4 separate regions of the Sus scrofa genome follow, and regions 1, 3 and 4 are each linked to region 2. The links are chromatin contacts, called in public HiChIP or PLAC-seq maps. All regions are on one chromosome and are shown on one strand. Each heading gives the region's core, a stretch centred on a gene start, on an enhancer-like site or on the middle of the called end of the contact. The rest is flanking DNA. Distances are from core to core; before and after follow the strand shown.

Evidence for each region. HiChIP or PLAC-seq counts read pairs in DNA pulled down with a chosen protein or histone mark.
Region 1: an H3K27ac HiChIP or PLAC-seq map of alveolar macrophages shows a contact between it and region 2. The contact joins two enhancer-like sites. A contact is called at or near these places in 1 of 47 Hi-C or Micro-C datasets (embryonic fibroblasts) and 1 of 2 datasets of contacts at active chromatin or transcription factors (alveolar macrophages).
Region 3: a contact with region 2 is called in an H3K27ac HiChIP or PLAC-seq map of alveolar macrophages. The contact joins two enhancer-like sites. A contact is called at or near these places in 2 of 2 datasets of contacts at active chromatin or transcription factors (alveolar macrophages and skeletal muscle).
Region 4: a contact with region 2 is called in an H3K27ac HiChIP or PLAC-seq map of alveolar macrophages. The contact joins two enhancer-like sites. A contact is called at or near these places in 1 of 47 Hi-C or Micro-C datasets (embryonic fibroblasts) and 1 of 2 datasets of contacts at active chromatin or transcription factors (alveolar macrophages).

Annotation. Positions count from the first base shown.
Region 1 is chr12:40,821,335-40,825,503 of Sscrofa11.1, reverse strand. No RefSeq gene overlaps it. Among named protein-coding and RNA genes, the nearest start is that of CCL2, 23 kb to the right of the region's middle. Within about 2 kb of position 2,688, at least 22 of the 83 cell types and tissues checked have an H3K27ac peak or open chromatin away from gene starts, as enhancers often do. A contact at or near this core is called in alveolar macrophages, where this site is marked.
Region 2 is chr12:40,078,814-40,083,378 of Sscrofa11.1, reverse strand. All of the region lies in intron 1 of RFFL (E3 ubiquitin-protein ligase rififylin), which reads right to left. Among named protein-coding and RNA genes, the nearest start is that of RFFL, 5.8 kb to the right of the region's middle. Within about 2 kb of position 1,913, at least 13 of the 83 cell types and tissues checked have an H3K27ac peak or open chromatin away from gene starts, as enhancers often do. A contact at or near this core is called in alveolar macrophages, where this site is marked.
Region 3 is chr12:40,803,748-40,808,119 of Sscrofa11.1, reverse strand. No RefSeq gene overlaps it. Among named protein-coding and RNA genes, the nearest start is that of CCL2, 5.9 kb to the right of the region's middle. Within about 2 kb of position 1,544, at least 9 of the 83 cell types and tissues checked have an H3K27ac peak or open chromatin away from gene starts, as enhancers often do. A contact at or near this core is called in alveolar macrophages, where this site is marked.
Region 4 is chr12:40,845,141-40,849,390 of Sscrofa11.1, reverse strand. No RefSeq gene overlaps it. Among named protein-coding and RNA genes, the nearest start is that of CCL2, 47 kb to the right of the region's middle. Within about 2 kb of position 1,825, at least 6 of the 83 cell types and tissues checked have an H3K27ac peak or open chromatin away from gene starts, as enhancers often do. A contact at or near this core is called in alveolar macrophages, where this site is marked.

The DNA of each region.
Region 1 (4,169 bases), core at 1,439-3,938, 740 kb before region 2:
CCATAGGCCACAAGTGCGGCCATAAAAATAAATAAATCAATAAATCGTGATCGTCTCTTTCCTTCCTTATGTATCGTTGCCTCTCTCAGCCACGTACCCGGCACTGGGAACCGAGTCCAGCTCATTCTCCCTCAACCTGTGGGGCGGGGAGCCCTGCCTTGGAAAGACCTCCGTGCGGGATTGGTGGCAACAGGCCCACACTGTCCCAGAAGGGCGCCTTGGCCCCCTCATCTGAATCAGAATCTGTTCAGTTCCCCACACAGGGGCTGCTCTGTCTATGCGAGGCCCTCCCCTTTCGACGGCCCTGGGGACTGCTGGCTCTGGGGGCTCTGGTTCTGCTCCCGCTTCCCAGCCCTCCCTAGGTTCCTGCTCCCCCCTCTGCTTCCCAGCCTGGTTAGAGGTGCCCTGCACAGGCTTCCAGCACCGTGTCTCCCCATGCAGCAGACCCACTACTGAGGGTGTCCTGGGGTCCACCCCTGCCACCTACAAACTTGGAGACTTTGCCCCCCACACCCCCACACCCTGGGACTCTGCTTCCTCCCCCATAAATAAAGGAGCTGGTGCTAACATGCTTACAGCTAAGTCAGTAAAGGACCATGCTTTTATTCTACGACTGGAGCCCCTGGGTGCACCGAGTAGTTGGCTGGGTTGGGTGCTGCCACCAGAGGGATGCAAAATACGATCGGGGGTGTCCCCGGGGGAGGTCATAGGACCAGCACTGTGGGACTTTATCTTCTTAGGTCATGTATTCCAAACTCCATAGCGAGGTTCTCTGCAGGGGGACCTCCCAGGGGATAAAGTGAGGCAACACCAGGGCCAGACACATCCGCTCACTTATCACAGCCACAGAGCCGGTGACCGAGGGGTAACAACCTTCCTGAAACTCCCTGCCCTGAGGCTCTGTCCTCACTAATCCCCAAAGAAGCTGGAGCCCAGGCCAGGCCTTTCCTCCCTCACCCTGGCCAGCTTCCCCTGCAGGCCCCTCTCCAAAAGGCCTGGAGACAGCTGGCCTGGTGAGCAGGCTGCCAGCACCAAAGACTGCATGGCTCTCTTGAACCCTTGCATGGCTGGGGGCTGGTGTGTGGTCAGGGGATGCTCCACCCAGCCCAGAGCCCCTGCCTGGCCCCCAGGAGCCCCATAGGCAGCAGCAATTTCAAACGAAAGGAAGGAAGGAAGGGAAAGAAAGAGAGAGAGAAAGAAAGAAGGAGAAAGACAGAAAGAAAGAAAGAGAAAAAAGAAAACATAAAAGAGGAAAAGAAAAAGAAAGCAAGCCTGGAATTTCCTCCCAGACACGGACACTGGGAAAGTCCCAGCTCTGTTGAGTGGCTCCCCATTGACAGGCCTGTCCCCCCAGCCCTGAAGCAAGGTCACTGCCAAGGCCTCTTTCCAGCCCATCACGTGGAGCTGCCCAGCGGGCAGGGAGCCACACTGCCCCCCTCCACTCCCCCCCGAGCCCACCCGCCTGAAGTCATCCCGCTGGCTCTTTAGGCCGGCTCCCCACCCAGCGGAAGGCAGGAAGCCCCCACTCCCACCCCCGCAGGGGCTCTGAGGGTCTGGATGCTGGATGGGATCCAAGGGAGGCCAAAGTGACTTCAGGCCGCGAGCAGACTTTGTTTCCTGAAAGGGGGATGTCGACTAAGAGGAAAAAAAAAAGGACAACCTGAAAGTTGCGAGTTAAGTTTTACTGGGGGCAAAACCAGGCTTACGCCCGGGAGACAGCATCCCAGGGAGCCCTGAGAAACCGCTCCGAGGAGGTGAGGGGGGAGCTAGGACACGCAGGAGTTTTTGCCACAAAGGGAAGGCAGTCGGGAAAACAACACCCCAAATCAGATTTACACGAAACCAGATACCTCGCGTTCTGAGCCACCCCAAAGAGGAAAGGGGGAGCCCCAGGATAGGAGATAAAGGGGAAGGGGGAGGGGCACGCAGCCAGCAGACATGTCTCAGGTGTTTGCTGCTGGTCTCATGAAGGTCACTGCTAGTCACAGGCGTCCGAGAGCACGAAGGATGTTAGTGTTTTTCTAGATACGAGGAGATGCAAGAACTGGGCTCATAAAATCTTCTCCTAAAAATCTCTAACAATCTGAAGAGCTTTACCCAGAGCTCAGAGGGCCTCCGTCCTGGTCTCCACCCTGAGCTCTGCTCAGCAGGTGCTGCGGGTCGGCAGCGGCAGGGGCCCAGGATTTCATCCATGCAGAGGCGGATGGCAAGTGCCAAGCTCCAGTTCACAGGGACGAGGGTGCCCTCCCAGAATTAGGCGGCTGATGAAGACAACGGGGCAGAGCAGGAGGTCTGGGGAATGCGGTTGACTGTGAACTCGGACTTGCTGGAGGCAGCAGCCTTGTCTCCCCTGCAGAGGGAGGGCCGGGTCACGTGGGCCACCGGCAGACCAGGTCTGCACCCCCAACTTGGAGTCGGAGGATGCGGACTGCCTTCTGGTTCTCCCACTTTCTCTGTGCAAACTCCATGGATGGTTAGCTTCTCTGAGCCTCATCTCCTCACGTGTCAGTCAGTGATGATGAAGCTGCAAGATTGAAAGGAGGCGTGGTCCTGGCCGGTGGGGTCCCTACCCTGGACTCTGACCCTTCTCCCACTCACCACCCCCGGGGCCCTTTCATCACCTCCTCTGCCCACCATCAGCACATCTCATGTGGTTTCCTGAGAAGTTTCCCTTCTCTTTTGTGAAAAGGGCAGCAAATAGAGGCCGCCTTGCCCTCAGAAGAGGAAGTCCTCCAGCCCCCAGGCCTCTGCCCAGCTTCACACAAGGACCTCTGTTCCACCACCCCGGGGGGCCACCAGCATGGCTTTCTCTCCTCGGGGACAGCAGTCAATTCTCTCTTCCATTCTCTCTTCCCCACCCCACCGGGGTCTGCCCAGAGCCACAGCCAGGCTCTGAGATGGGAGGGAGCCAGCTCTTCCCTGGGGCTTCCCCACCACCCATCACTGCGATTCCAGGGCCCCAAGAACACCCGGCCTCGGCCCACTCTCTCCAGAGCTCTGCCTGGGCAGCTCGCCCTGGCACGGCTCCCGGGCATCTGGTTCTACCCCAGCTGCCCTCAGCAAAATGTGTCTGTCCTCGTGGTTGGGCCTCAGCTCCATGGAGCCCCATGATGTGTTAATAAGTGAGAATCACCCGCTTGACAGCCCCAGAGTGAGAAATGTGTGAGATGCAACACTCTAGTCCATGGGTATCCGAGACTGGGCATTAAACAACAGTGAAGCACTAGTACGGAAAACCATTCCTTTTTCTTTTTTAATTAAAAAGAATTTTTTTGGGTCTTTTTGGGGACTGTGCATGTGGCATATGGAAATTCCCCAGCTAGGGGTTGAATCTGAGCTACAGCTGCCAGCCTACGCCACAGCCATAGCAAGGCCAGATCCAAGCCCAGTCTGTGACCTACACCACAGCTCATGGTAACGCTGGATCCTTAGCCCACTGAGCAAGGCCAGGGATCGAACCTGCATCTTCATAGATTGTAGACGGGTTTGTTACTGCTGACTCATGAAGGGAACCCCTTACTTTTTAAAATGTTTTTATTAAAATATAGTTGATTCACAATGTCGTGCAAATGTATTCCCATTTTGTATTTTTTTTTGAAGTATAGTTGATTTATAATATTGTGTTAGTTTCAGATGCACAGTAAAGTAATTCACTTATATATATATTTTCAGATTACATTCCATTCTAGGTTATTATGAGATATTGAATATAGTTCCCTGTGCTATACAGTAAATCCCTGTTGCTTATCTTTTTTTTTTTTTTCTCTTTTTATGGCCACACCATAAAAAGCAGCCTATGTAAGTTCCCAGGCCAGGGGTCGAATCATAACTGCAGGTGCAGGCCTATGTCACAGCCACAGCCACGCCAGACCCAAGCTACATCTGTGACCTACACCACAGCTCGTGGCAGTGCTGGGTCCTTAACCCACTGAGAGAGGTCAGGGATTGAACCCACCTCCTCAGAGAGATAGCTTTATGTTCTTAACCCACTGAGCCACAACGGGAACACTGCCTATCTATTTCTTGTATGATAGTTTGTATCTGCTCATCCCATACTCCTAATTAATCCCTCCTTCTCCTCTTTGGTCACCAGAAATTTCTTTTCTATGTCTGTGAGTTTGTATCTGTTGTGTATATAGATTCATTTGTATTATTTTTTAGATGGCACA
Region 2 (4,565 bases), core at 664-3,163:
GGTCCAACCACGTGGGGAGGGTGGAAGGGAAGGCGGAGGGCCCCTTGTCCAGCTCTCTGGGAACATCTGGGCGCCCCTCTCCCCATCTGACCTACAGCAAACCCTGGCTAAGGTCACCTTCGGCTCTGACACAGAATGGTTATGCAGTTTCTTCCATCAGGATATGATCAAACGATAGAGGAGGGTATCTGAATCTAGTCACGCCCAAAAGGTAGAAAGAGAGGTGGACAAAAGTGAGAGAACCTGAAGGCCTAAGAATTTTCCAAAGTGGGCTGGGCAAGTCCTGGTCCCGTCCCTGCAGTTACTCCTTTTTTTTTTTGTGTTTTTTTTAGGGCCACACCACGGCAAATGGAGGTTCCCAGGCTAGGGATCAAATCGGAGCCACAGCAACATGGGATCCAAGCCATGTCTGCGACATACACCACAGCTCATGGCAACGCCAGATCCTTAACCCACTGAGCGAGGTCAGGGATCAAACCACCATCCTCATGGATGCTAGTCATTGTTTTGCTGAGCCATGACGGGAACTCCTGCAGTTATTCCTTCTTACCCCACACCCCTTGCCCCACATTTTAATCCCTAACCGTTCCTCTTCACCTCCATAAAATCCAAATTGCCCAAACAATTGGGCTGCTGGCCTGCAAAATCAATCCTGATAAACATCCTTGACTAAGGTTTCCTCAAAGTAGCTGTACTTCAGCTGACTCATTCCTCTAAAGCCCTGGGAAACACTCCTCCCGCTTCCCCCAAGTCAGAACACTCCTTTTGTCCAGCATTTTAGAATAAAGACTCATGCTCCGGTGGATCTTCTTTCACACTAGGCAAGATAATAATTTTGCATGGTCAGGAGTTCCCTGATGGCTCAGTGGTTAAGGGCTTGGAGCTGTCACTGCTGTGACTGGAGTATGACCCTGGCCTGGGCACTTCCATGTGCCTGAGACGCAGCCAAAAAGATAAAAAAATAAAATAAAAAGTAAAATTAAAAAGCCATGTTTATTTATTTACTTATTTTGGTCTTTTTAGGGCCACACTTGAGGCACATGGAGGTTCCCAGGCTAGGGGTTGAACTGGAGCTGTAGCTGCTGGCCTACACCACAGTCACAATGCTGTGGGAGCTGAGCCGCATCCACGACCTACACCACAGACCACTGCATCCCCAACCCACTGTGCCAGGCCAGGGATTGAACCTGAGTCCTCATGGATGCTAGTCAGATTCATTTCCACTGAGCCACAACCGGAACTCCCAAGCCATGTTTATTAATTCTACTAATAATTACTAAAAACCACTGACATTAAAAAAAATAATAATTTAGCATGGTCAAAAGGGGGTTTAATTCATTGGCTATGGACCCACTGACTCAAGACCTAGGAGAAGGTTGGAAGTCATCTGAGGATGAAGCTTGGTTATTTCTCAAGTAGACATCTTAATCACTATGAAAGTTTTTTTTTTGTTGTTTTTTTTTTAAAGGGAAGATTCACAGAAATAGCTGGAGGGACAACAGGCCTTCCTATATCATAAAATGCAGTGAATCGTGTGCCATTAAGTCTGTAGACATGTGATCAGGACTAAGACTAGACCAATTTTTCAAAGTAAATGAAAAGGGAAAAACAAGAAGAGGCTGCTCCATTTGCTTAAGAAATGCTTTTTTCTCCCCAAGTCCTTTAACATAATCCAGCAGTTGCAAATAAACAATGGTACTGATTACTGGCAAATTACATTTAACCACTCAGAGGCCAACAGAGCCTCCAGTGGGCCTAACTTCCTGTTAAGTTTCAGGATGACTAGGCAACATTTCTTCAAAGTGGATCAAGACAGTTAAAATGTTTCAGCAAATCAGAACTGGCTCCAAGTAGTTCAAACAGGGGTGAGCTTTCCCCTACCCTTAGAAAGGGCTGCCCCAGGGAGAACCGACCACTCCACAACCACAGGTATGCACTTCCAGAAAAGGCATTTGAATGTTAAACCAGGAGGTGCAGGCTTAACCTGTAGCATCAGAGGGGGCAGCTTTCAAAAGTCAAGTAACACTAGCTCAACACAACTTTTGTAAAGTTCGAATCCAGCACATGGGGGATAGACACTGAAAAAGGCTGCTGAGAGAGCAAGAAGGTTTTGCTTCTCTTTTTATAAGAGAGGACAATGGAGAAATTACCAGACCAAGGTCACTTTCCATTAAAAAAAAAAAAAAAAAGTTAGCAGCTTTAACCAAGATTTAAAAAAAAAAAAAAACTTCATAGGTCATAACTCCATGAAATCAGGAGCGTGGTAAAAAATCTCTCCAAGAATCCTGTAGGAAATTAAGTGTGGATTAGGATAATTAAATGTAAAGTCTCCTTGAGAGTGACTTCTGTCCCTGTAGACTAGAGCCAGTTCTTTCGTATCACAGAAAACCTGTGAAGAGGATTTGCCAAGGCATCACAGCCTTTCTACTTTCACATCAGGTCTGCAAACGCTATGATCTAAAAGGAACAGAGCAATGATTTGGGGAGAGAATTAAATCCTATGGCTTATCAGAGAAAACCACTCCATTCTCTAGTCTTTGCAAAAGTTCACATGCTCGTGTAACTGTAATATGCTTAGGGGTTTCCAAAAATTACATACATTTCCTCAAAAGAGATATAGGAAAAAATATAATCACGGGGTAAAGGCCAAATATTGTCTCTTCTGAATGCTTAAGTAGCCAATTATGTGTCTTAATACATTAATTCTGTCGAGAGAAAGAGACTATTACAGGAAAGTTGAGTAAGACATCTTCAAAAAAAATGTACCCTGGGGCCTAAGTCCATTCAGCTGACGGAAAATCACCCCCTCAAAAAAGCAGTTTTATACAAAATCTAGTATTTTAATTTCCTGGCTGCCAAGAGAAGCATATAAGGAGCAGAAATTAAACTAATTATGTCAGCAGCACAGTGAACAAAACTTTAATTCTATTACACACTAGTTTGACATTTGCTGAAGAATACAAAGGCCCTTAAGGGTAGAAACTTCTTTAGAATATAAATGATTCCCAATCGATATGACAAAAATTAGTCTGGGCAATAAACAGAGTCACGGTTTACAAGGGAAAATTCAGCCAGCATCCCTAATTCAGAATTAAAAAAAAAAAAAAAATTTAAAGTAGAGTATGAGAAACAAATCTCTACAACGGCTTTAATCTCTCCGTGATTTCCATATGTTGTACCATTAATAGGTCCTTTAAGCCAGTATTGTACTAATCAGCTTTTTTAACATCTAGCTCACAAAAGAGCCTATTCATTTAGCTGGGAGACAGGTGTTAGCAACCAGCAACCTCTCTTAGCTTGGGTTCCAGGGGCCTGGTCGGTGATGACTGCAGCATGATTGGCGAGTGGAAAGGGAGGCGAGAAGGAAAGAGAAACAAAAGCACCCGGGGCAGAGGCGGGGGGAAGAGATAAGGGAAAAAAGAGACGTCAGGTGCTACTTCAAGGGGCCCCCTCAAAGCCTAGTGGCCTGATCTGAGCTCCCGGGCCGGGCCCAGATCCTTGAGGCAGAATTGGGAAAATGTCTTTAATTTATTCCTGCAGACAGTAATTCTGACACTCCACGCGTTGAAAAAAATGTTTTCAAATGCCCCATGACTCATTCCTCTTACCCATCTTCTCTACTTCTTCACTTTAGTCCTCACTCTTTCATACGTTTTCTAAAAAAGCTGACTGAGTAGATATTCCTGGAAAGAGATAAAGACCAGGCCGGATTTAGAAAGACATCTTAAGCCTACGGAATAAAAAACCCTAGGAGAAAGGGGGAGACGAGAACATCCATTGAGTTCCGCACAGCGTACAAAGAACAGATTTTCTCTTTTCATCCACAGAACAATGCTACCAGGTATTATTTTCATCTGGCAGATGAAGAAAATGAAGCCCACAGAGATTCAGTAAAAGGGTCTAAAGTAGCATAGGCAGGAGGTGGGATTCAAACACAGTGGGATTCAAAACTACGTTTATCTATTTCCTGAACTGTTACTTTCCCCAAGTTTAATTCCCTAACTAGTATTTCGCGCTCCCATTCTGCTTTAAATCAGACGGTTCTATAGTTCAGCAGTTTTTCTGCCTTCCAAGAACTCAGCCCAAGACCTGTGACTAAATTGTATTGCCTATTAAGCATCCATTATTTCCAATAAGCGCATCAGCTATGGAGAAATGAAACATCTGGCAAGTTGGCTGTATTTTTCAAATCCTACCTACAGAGAATTCCCAGGCAGCTCTCCTAGCCAACACGGATCAGAACGAGATTTGATGACCCATTCGGACCTCCAGTGGTTTCCACATTATCATTCATTTGTCCACTCAGGAAATAAAGGAAGCTACTTTCACCAACCCTCCCTCATGACTCGTGATAGATAATACAGCAGAGGGGGCCTCTCGGTAAAGTAATTTACATACAAGTTATAAAAGCTCTTTGTTATCTGTCATGACTAGGAAATGGGCTATTCTAGCAAATCAAGCATCCTGAATAACATAATGATGCTTTTAAAGGGACTACCAATTTATAAAGAATTTCAAGGCAGTACAACAGTGGCTCCCAAACCCGGCGGCAAATCAGAATCACT
Region 3 (4,372 bases), core at 295-2,794, 730 kb before region 2:
CCACAGCCACGCAGGATCCAAGCCGCGTCTGCAACCTACACCACAGCTCACAGCAATGCCGGATCCTTAACCCACTGAGCAAGGCCAGGGATCAAACCCGCAACCTCATGGTTCTTAGTCAGATTCGTTAACCACTGAGCCACGACGGGAACTCCTGGCAAACTTTCTTTTCCCTATTTTAACATAAGCAGGGCAGGGATTTGAAACTCTGGGATTTCTGTGGCACCTTTCAGTTAATTTCCCTTCATTCATTCATTATCACATATCTGTCGAGCTCCTAGTGAATGAATATGTGATAATTCATTCATTATCACTTATTTGTCCAGGGGCTGAAGTGGGGGATTCAGGACAAAAGTCCCTGCCCAGGACGGCCTCGCCTCCTCCTGCGTGCCTGCCACGTTAGAAATAGCGCCAAGGAGAACAATGGAAAGTTCTCTCACTACCTTGGCTATGTTTTTGAGAAGTAAATAAGTTGCAGAGTTGAATTATCTCATAAAGTTTTGTCTTTTAAGTCCTTAACTCTAAAGCCAGAAGAGTCGAGTGCACTTTGCAAAACCACTTCCCCCAACTTTTCTCTCTCCCCTGGACAAATACATTTAGATTCTCAGTCCCGCTTTCTCTTTCTCGGGGTCCCATTTTGCAGGAAACACAGGAAGCGCTTTTGAATGGAGCTAGTGCTTTGCAACCTGGGGATCCACCAGGGAGCCAGCCGAAACTCTGAACCAAGAAGAAGCTTTTTTTGGCAGCCAAAGTTTCCCTTTTTCGGCATGCAATGTTTTGCAATCCCAAGGGAGAAACAGCTCATCCCCAAAGAGGGATTTGCAAGGCCCCCCAAAAACCACTGTTTGGTGGTAGCCCAGGCACTGGTCCCCCAGACTGGCCACAATCTCTGCCCCCAGTAGAAGAAGTGGGGAGCTCGGTAAGCCAAAAGTCTTCCTTCTCTTTTCATGTCCCTAGCCTCCTGTCATTAGATATCTGTGAGAAACGAGCTGAGAATCATGGGCTGTTCATCGGTTCAAATATTTCTGGAGAACCCACACTAGATGAAAGACACTGTTCCAGATGCTGGGATCCAGCCTGGGCCAGGGTCTGCAGGGGGGCTGGAGCTTTGGAGGGGAAGGTTCTAGAAGCAGAGAATGAGTCCAGGGGCAACACGAGGTTTTGAGGCAGACAAGGACCTGTCAGAATATGAACTTCCAGTGAAAGCTGGATGCTGTGTGGGAAGATGACACCCTAACTTGACCTGGGGATGTTCCTCTCTGACCCCTGGTCTTGGTCAGCCCTCGCTAAAGCTTCTTTGCACACAGGCAGACAAGAAGCTAGAGGTGAAAAAAAAAAAGCTTGGGAAATCTAGACTTGACTGCATGGTACAACAGGGGTGCCCCACCAAATTTCCTAGCAAGAAATAGGAGTGGAGGCTTAGGCAGGGCCCAGGGGCTGCCTGGGACTGGCTGTGCACCCCCAAACTGGACACTCTAGCTTACTCAGCCCCTTCGAGTGACACAGCTCTTTACACGTCGCTTACGAAGCACCTTTGGCTTATTATTTCATACAAGTCTCGTGACAACGTTCGAAACAGCTGTCTTAGTAATTACACATTACAGAAGAGGCCCAGAGAGGTCAAGTGACTTGGACAAAGGCACACAGCTAAAAGGAGACAGAGCCAGGCCTCTGGCCCTAGTGTTCTGATATGGCCTGGTTTTTTTTTTTTTTTTTTTTGCTTCCCTGTGGCCTAGGGAGACCCTGGGCCAGGGATCAGATCCAAGCTTCACCAGAAGCTTTAGCCGGCTGTGTGGGGCCTGGCACTCCAGAAGCACCGACAATCCCATTGTGCCAGAGCGGGAACTCAGCGTGGGGTTCTTCCTGTGATTCAAGTTTCCTTCTTTGTCCTCTCTCTTTTTTTACTCTCTCTCTCCCTTTCTTCCTTTCCTTTTTTCTGCCTGTGCCTTTCTCCTGTGAGTGATCCAGCCGAGCCAGCACACCCTCGAATCATCAGCCCAAGGGTGCCCAAACACAGACTGGCAATTGTCTGGGGGAGGGAGGAGAGCTTAGACAAAATACAGCTTGACGGAAGTTCTGTCGTGGCGCAGTGGTTAACGAATCCGACTAGGAACCATGAGGTTTCGGGTTCGGTCCCTGCCCTTGCTCAGTGGGTTAAGGATCCGGCGTTGCCGTGAGCTGTGGTGTAGGTTGCAGACGCGGCTCGGATATCGCGTTGCTGTGGCTCTGGCGTAGGCCGGTGGCTACAGCTCCGATTCGACCCCTAGCCTGGGAACTTCCATATGCCGCGGGAGCGGCCCAAGAAATAGCAACAACAACAAAAGACAAAAAGACAAAAAAAAAAAAAAAAAAATACAGCTTGACGTAGTTAAAATTACAGATTGCCATTCAGCAGGTCGGGGGTGAAGACCAGCCCTCTTTACTTCGGGTAAGTTCAGTGGTACCTGACTGCTTGGAGCTCACGGATGTGTTTGCTAATCTGATGGCAGCCATGGACCCATGGACCCGCTCTCCAGAAAAATACATACTCACATACATGTGGCAGGCAATTCAGGATGGTTCTTGAAGCCTCGCCAAGAGCCACAAGCTGAACTGCTCATGTTTCCCACACCTGCTGAGCCCTTTGAAGGGTCTTCTAATGGGACCATGGACCAGACTCATCAGCATCACCTCAGAGCTGGTTAGAAACACAGGATCTCACCTCAGGCCGACCCCTACCACTCAAGTCCTACAGAATCAGAATCTGTACTATAATAAGATCCCAAGGGGATTCATAAGCACTTAATTTTTCAATGTTATTTATTTATTGATTGTCTTTTTAGGGCTGCACCTGTGGCATATGGATGTTTCCAGACTAGGGGTCGAACTGGAGCTCCAGTTGCCGGCCTACGCCACAGCCACAGCCACGCCAGATCTGTGACCTACACCACAGCTCACGGCAACACTGGATCCTTAACCCACTGATCGAGGCCAGGGATCGAACCTGTGTCCTCATGGATACTAGTCACGTTCGTTCCCACTGAGCCATGATGGAACTCTATATAAGCACTTTAAATCTGTGCTCTCTATTATAAGTTTGCTCCAAAATGCACCCCTTCCTCCAGCCAGGAATCGCCTAAGGTTTAAAACCTGTCCCCTTGAGCCCATCTTAAAAGTCCTACTATGAGGCCTTTCTGAGCCCTTGGCTGGAGCTCTCGGAGCTCTGTGTCTCTGGTTGCTGCAATAATTCTGTCTGCATGTCACTTGGGTTGCCTCCACATGACCCCGGTGCAGGTGCTAAAACAAGGATTCAGTGAAAGGTTGTCAAAGCAGTGCTTCTCTGTCTCCGCTTCCTCTGCTTTTCCTGACCTCTTTTCCTACGAAGCCCCCCAGTTCACTGTCATCACAGGGGCACCTCAAATGTACTCACCAGTCCCCTTGCTGCATCTTGGGCAATGTGACCCCAAGCCAGCAAAGTGGCTTCTCCCCCACTGAGGTACCCCTGATAACCAAGGGAGCCACAGTGAGCCTTACACTGGTGTTATCCTAACAGTTTTCTTAGACTTGACCCCTCCCCTTGCCTACAGCAGCCCACTCCCAGCAGGGCTCAGGCCCTGGTCCCCAAGGGCTGGCGCAGAAGGCATTCTAAGTGACAAGTCCTCCACATGGCTGAGCCACCCCTCCCACCCCACAACCATCCCCAGCTGGGCTGTTGCAGTTGAATTTTCCTTTCCTTTTCCTGTAAGCTACCCCCTAGCTGCCCCCCACCCCCAGCCCCTATCCCAAAGGTCCTTGGCTCTTTCATGCATATAGACCTGGGGCCGAGCAGGAAATGCCTACATGCTGAATGCTCGGGTGGGGTGAGCACTGCTCAGGTTTATTTATAAACCCAGCCCGACTCCCCGTAGATACTTAATCATCCCTTCTGGAAAGCAGGCGGCATATCTGGCTCACTATTCCCCCACCACCACTTCCAGTCCCTTATCTGATGTTCTGCACAGAATAGACACCAACTGTATGCCTGTTCTAACAAGGACCTTGTGGGACACCTGAGGAAGACGTTACCCTAAAAGCCCAGAAATGGACAAACCCCCACAAACCCTGCCATTTGTCTACTAGGGCACCTCGGACTTATCACAGCCTCTTTCTTGGCCTCAGTTTCCCCATCCATGAAACAGGAAGATGAGCTCTGCCATCCTGGTTTTATCTGACATTCTGTGCAAGAATAAAGGATAGATTTCTGATCCTTGAAAGGAAAGGGATTGCAGAGTTGGGGTCCAGGAAAAGAGACTCTGGTCCCCGCCAGAACTCCGAGTTCCCATGGAGGAGAAAGGAAGGCAACAGTTGGAGGAGAGGCCTGGGGAAGTGTCTAGAAAGAACCTAATGGGGGCAA
Region 4 (4,250 bases), core at 576-3,075, 770 kb before region 2:
GGAGCAGCATTGCAGCTGCCCAGCCCATATTGAAACGGTATACAAGCCCCCAAGTCCTTGTGTTTTAAAGTAACTGGCTTTTGGAGTTCCCGTCCTGACACAGTGGAGAGGTATCCGACTAGGACCCATGAGGTTTCGGATTCGATCCCTGGCCTTATTCAGTGGGTTAAGGATCCGGCATTGCCGTGGGCTGTGGTGTAGGTTGCAGACACAGCTCGGATTCCAAGTTGCTGTGGCTGTGATGTGGACTGGCAGATGCAGCTCCGATTCGACCCCCAGCCTGGGAACCTCCATATGCTGTGAGTGCGGCCCTAAAAAGACAAGAAGACAAATAAATAAATAAATAAATAAATAAATAAAGTAACAGGCTTTTCCTTTGGTCTCCCAGGCCTCCCCTCAGTCTCAAAAGTCTGACTCAAGAGTTAATGATTAGGAAATATTGATACAGCTAAAAACCAGTTCAAACAGTCTGGATGCTGCTATGCCCAGACTTGGCCCACTGACTTTACGACCAATGGTTACTTTCTAGTTAGAGTTACATTGCACCTAGTGCTTGCTTTTGTAATCGAAACCCTCCCTGACACCCCTACATTTGTGAGCCATCTTCACTGCAGAGAGAAGGTCAAGGTGCCAGAACCCTGAGACCACCAAGAAACTGTCACTGGACACCTGACTCCTGCCCTGATGACTTTGAAATGATCTATGGAGTGAGAGGAATGCAGGCACCCTGATCCTTATCCACAGCCTTTTTTTTCCAAAATAATCCTATAACCACCTCCCCCCCCTGCTCTCCTCTCTCCAGGAGGACACAGTTATGAGGCATCAGCCGGCTGTGGCCTCCTTTGCCGGGTAAAGCAATAAAGCTGTTCTTTCTGCTTCACCCAAAACTCTGTCTCTGAGACGTCATTGGCGCCGGTGTGCAGAGGTGGGTTTCGGCTGCAATAGTCACAAGGAGATGAGATGGGGGCTGCCTTTACTCCTATTTTAAAGCTCTGTGGTGAAAAGCAGGCCCTGAAATTCACGTGTGTACAGAGGTCACACCCTTGGTAAAAGCTGGAGGCAGCGCTAGACCCCTAGATTCAGATCTGGACCCCAGACCCTTAACTTCTCAACTGTTTATTAAATGACCATGTTAACAAGCCTTGTGGGGAGCGGCGGCGGCTGCTGTCTGTAGAGGGAGGCCTGGTCCATTTCTCCCAGGGGAGGCAAAGAATGGCCTTTCCCACCACCGTGTTCCTGGGGGGGCACCCGGAGGCACTCAGGGCTCCACTGTTAGCTCTGCCCAGTGTCCCCAGCCCTTGGGGTCTTCTTTCAATTTTTTATTTGGCTGCACCTGCAGCATGTGGAAATTGCCAGGCCAGGGATCGAACCCGCGCCACAGAAGCAACCCGAGCTGCTGCACTAACAACATAATCCTTAACCTGCTGGGCCAACAGAGTACTCTAAGTCACACACTTTCTTGTTCTTTTTCTTTCTTCTTCTTTATTTTTTTTTCTAAGGACCGTGGTCATAGCATATGGAATTTCCCAGGCTAGGTAGGGGTCGAATGGGAGCTATAGCTGCCGGCCTACACCACAGCCACAGCAACACAGGATCTGAGCAGCAGCTGCAACCTATGCCACAGCTTGCTGCAACACTGATCTTTAAGCCATTGAGCAAGGTCAGGGATCAAACCCACATCCTCATGGATACTTGGGTTTGTTTCCGCTGAGCCATAATAGGAACATCTGATTTTTTCCTTTCAAGCTACTGAATGCCAAGAACAAACTGTGGAAACGCAGTGTCTGCCCGCTAGAGCTCTCATGCTGGGGGCAAGATCATATGCAAATTCAGGCAAAAACAGAACCACAGAGAGATAATTCTGTGGGTGACTAATGAGCACGTGAAGCGGGGTGGGGGGGCACTGAATTTTTGCCTGGTCAGGGAAGACTTCCTGGAGGAGGAAGCTCTTCCACTTGAGCCTTTGCGAGTGAGGAAGGCTTGAAGGGATGATGAAGTCAGCATCCAGTCTCGGGGTAAGCGTGGTGCTTTGATGGGGAGGGAGGTCAGCTGGCCTGGATGAAGCATGGGGAGAGGGGCTGGAAATAGGGCTGGAGGAGTGGGTTACGGACAGACTGTGGAAGGTTCCAAGGACCCAGCAGAGGGCCTTTCTTTTATTTTTATTTTTTAGGGCAGCACCCACAGCATATGGAAGTTCCCAGACTAGGGGTCAAATCAGAGCTGTAGTTGCCAGCCTACATACACCAAAGCCACAGCAACGCAGGATCTGAGCCACATCTGTGACCCACACCACAGCTCGCAGCAATGCCAGATCCTTAACCCAGGGATCGAACCTCATGGTTCCTAGTCAGATTTGTTAACCACAGAGCCACGACAGGAATTCCTTGCTTTCGTTTTTGTTTTTTTTTTTCTTTCCTTTTTATGGCCGCACCTGTGGCATCCGAATCAGAGCTGCCACCACCGGCCTACACCGCAGCCATGGCAACACCTGATCTGAGCCCATCCACGACCTACACCGAACCACATGTAATGTCTCTAAACCAGTAGCTGGAGATTGTAGCACGAGCACCTGACCCTTAGCTTTTGACTGGAATGTGAGGGGTTGACATAAAACTTTTGATGACTGAGGCATCCGCTTCAAAGTCGTCTGTTTCAAATAAGCACATGGCCAGCTACACAACTAGATAAAGGGCGGGGCCACCCCACCGATAAAGTTCCCCTTTTAGCAAGTCCTGGCTGACCTAGCTCCCTGACCTCTTAGGGACCCCTCTTTTCCCTTCCATGCTTTAATTCCTTCTCTTCTGTTTTAAATTCACCAATAAAGATGAACCTGCAAAACTCCGGGCACCCCACCCTCACCCCAAAAAAGGCAGAACCCCAGGTCTGAGCCCTGTCTCTCTGTCTCTGTCTCTCTGTCTCTGTGCAACCTCGCTGTGTGGTCCCCGGTTTGCTGTCTACCCTCTATTTTTTTTTTTTTTTTGTCTTTTGTCCTTTTTTAGGGCTGCACCTGCAGCACATGGAGGTTCCCAGGCTAGGGGTCTAATCAGAACTGCAGCCACCGGCCTACGCCAGAGCCGCAGCAACTACAGTCTTTGAAGCACTAACTTCAAGGTCCTTGAGTTTGTTGAATGTCTGAATTACTCCTACTGTTTTCTTTTTTCCTCTGTATTTTTTTTCACTCTTCTGATTAAATTGGTTCTTTGACGAAGGTTTTTCTATAGATAAAAAGGCAGGTGGCGGACGGGAGTGGGGGGGGGGGGCGCGTCCATTCTGGGAAGGCCACTCAGGGTCCGGCTCCGTTACATTTTTTTCACTCCTCAGCCTGAAATACTGCTCTGAGCTTTCCCTCCCTCACCTCGGATCGCTCCTCCTCACTTCTCCCGCACCCCCAAAAGTGCCCTCAGCCTCCATCCCCAACTCCCTAACCCACACCTGGGCCGAGGTTTGAGGAATGGCCACACAGGAGAGCACGCAACTGAACAGTAAATCTCAGGCTCCTTTCTTGGGTCAACGCTCACCCTCGAGCCCACCTGCGCCCACCTTACGGGGTCCATCCTGTGCCCGGAGCCCCTTCCTCCGCCTCCGAGGGCCTCTGTCCCTTGAGGTCCTTCCTTCCCCGCCCTTACACCCACTCATGGAAACTGAAATGCTTCTCCAGTAAAAGTAATCGCTGAGTCAGGAAGTTCCCTTTCCACTTTCTAACATCAAGAAACAAGCTCTTGGAGTCCCTGTCGTGGTGCAGCAGAAATGAACCCCACTTGTATCCAGGAGGATGTGGGTTTGATCCCCGGCCTTGCTCGGTGAGGTAAGGATCCAGCGTTGCCGGGACCCCTAGCCTGGTAACCTCCAAATGCCACTGGTGTGGCCCTGAAAGAAATGAGCTCTTTATTTCCAAGCCTTCCCTTCCTGGGGAGGCCTGGAGATGGGAAATTCTTCAACAGCAGCAGCCTAAAAATCCTTTCCCACGTGGAAAAGCAGGTGTCCTTCCTCATCCGGGGAACCCGTCGGTTTTCAGTAACACTCATTTCCCCCCTCTTTTTGCACCAACACACACACATTTTCAAAGCCCAGACCTCATGGACTGCTGCAGCATCGCTTGGCCTCTGGTCAGACCACCTCTATCTCCTGTGGACAGGGCCCCGAGGGATCCTGGCAGAGAAATGACAGCCAAGGAAGTTGATGCAGAGGCTCAGGGCCCAGGAGGGTGCCTGGTTCTGGGCCTGGCCTGGACACATCCCCCCTCCTCTGGG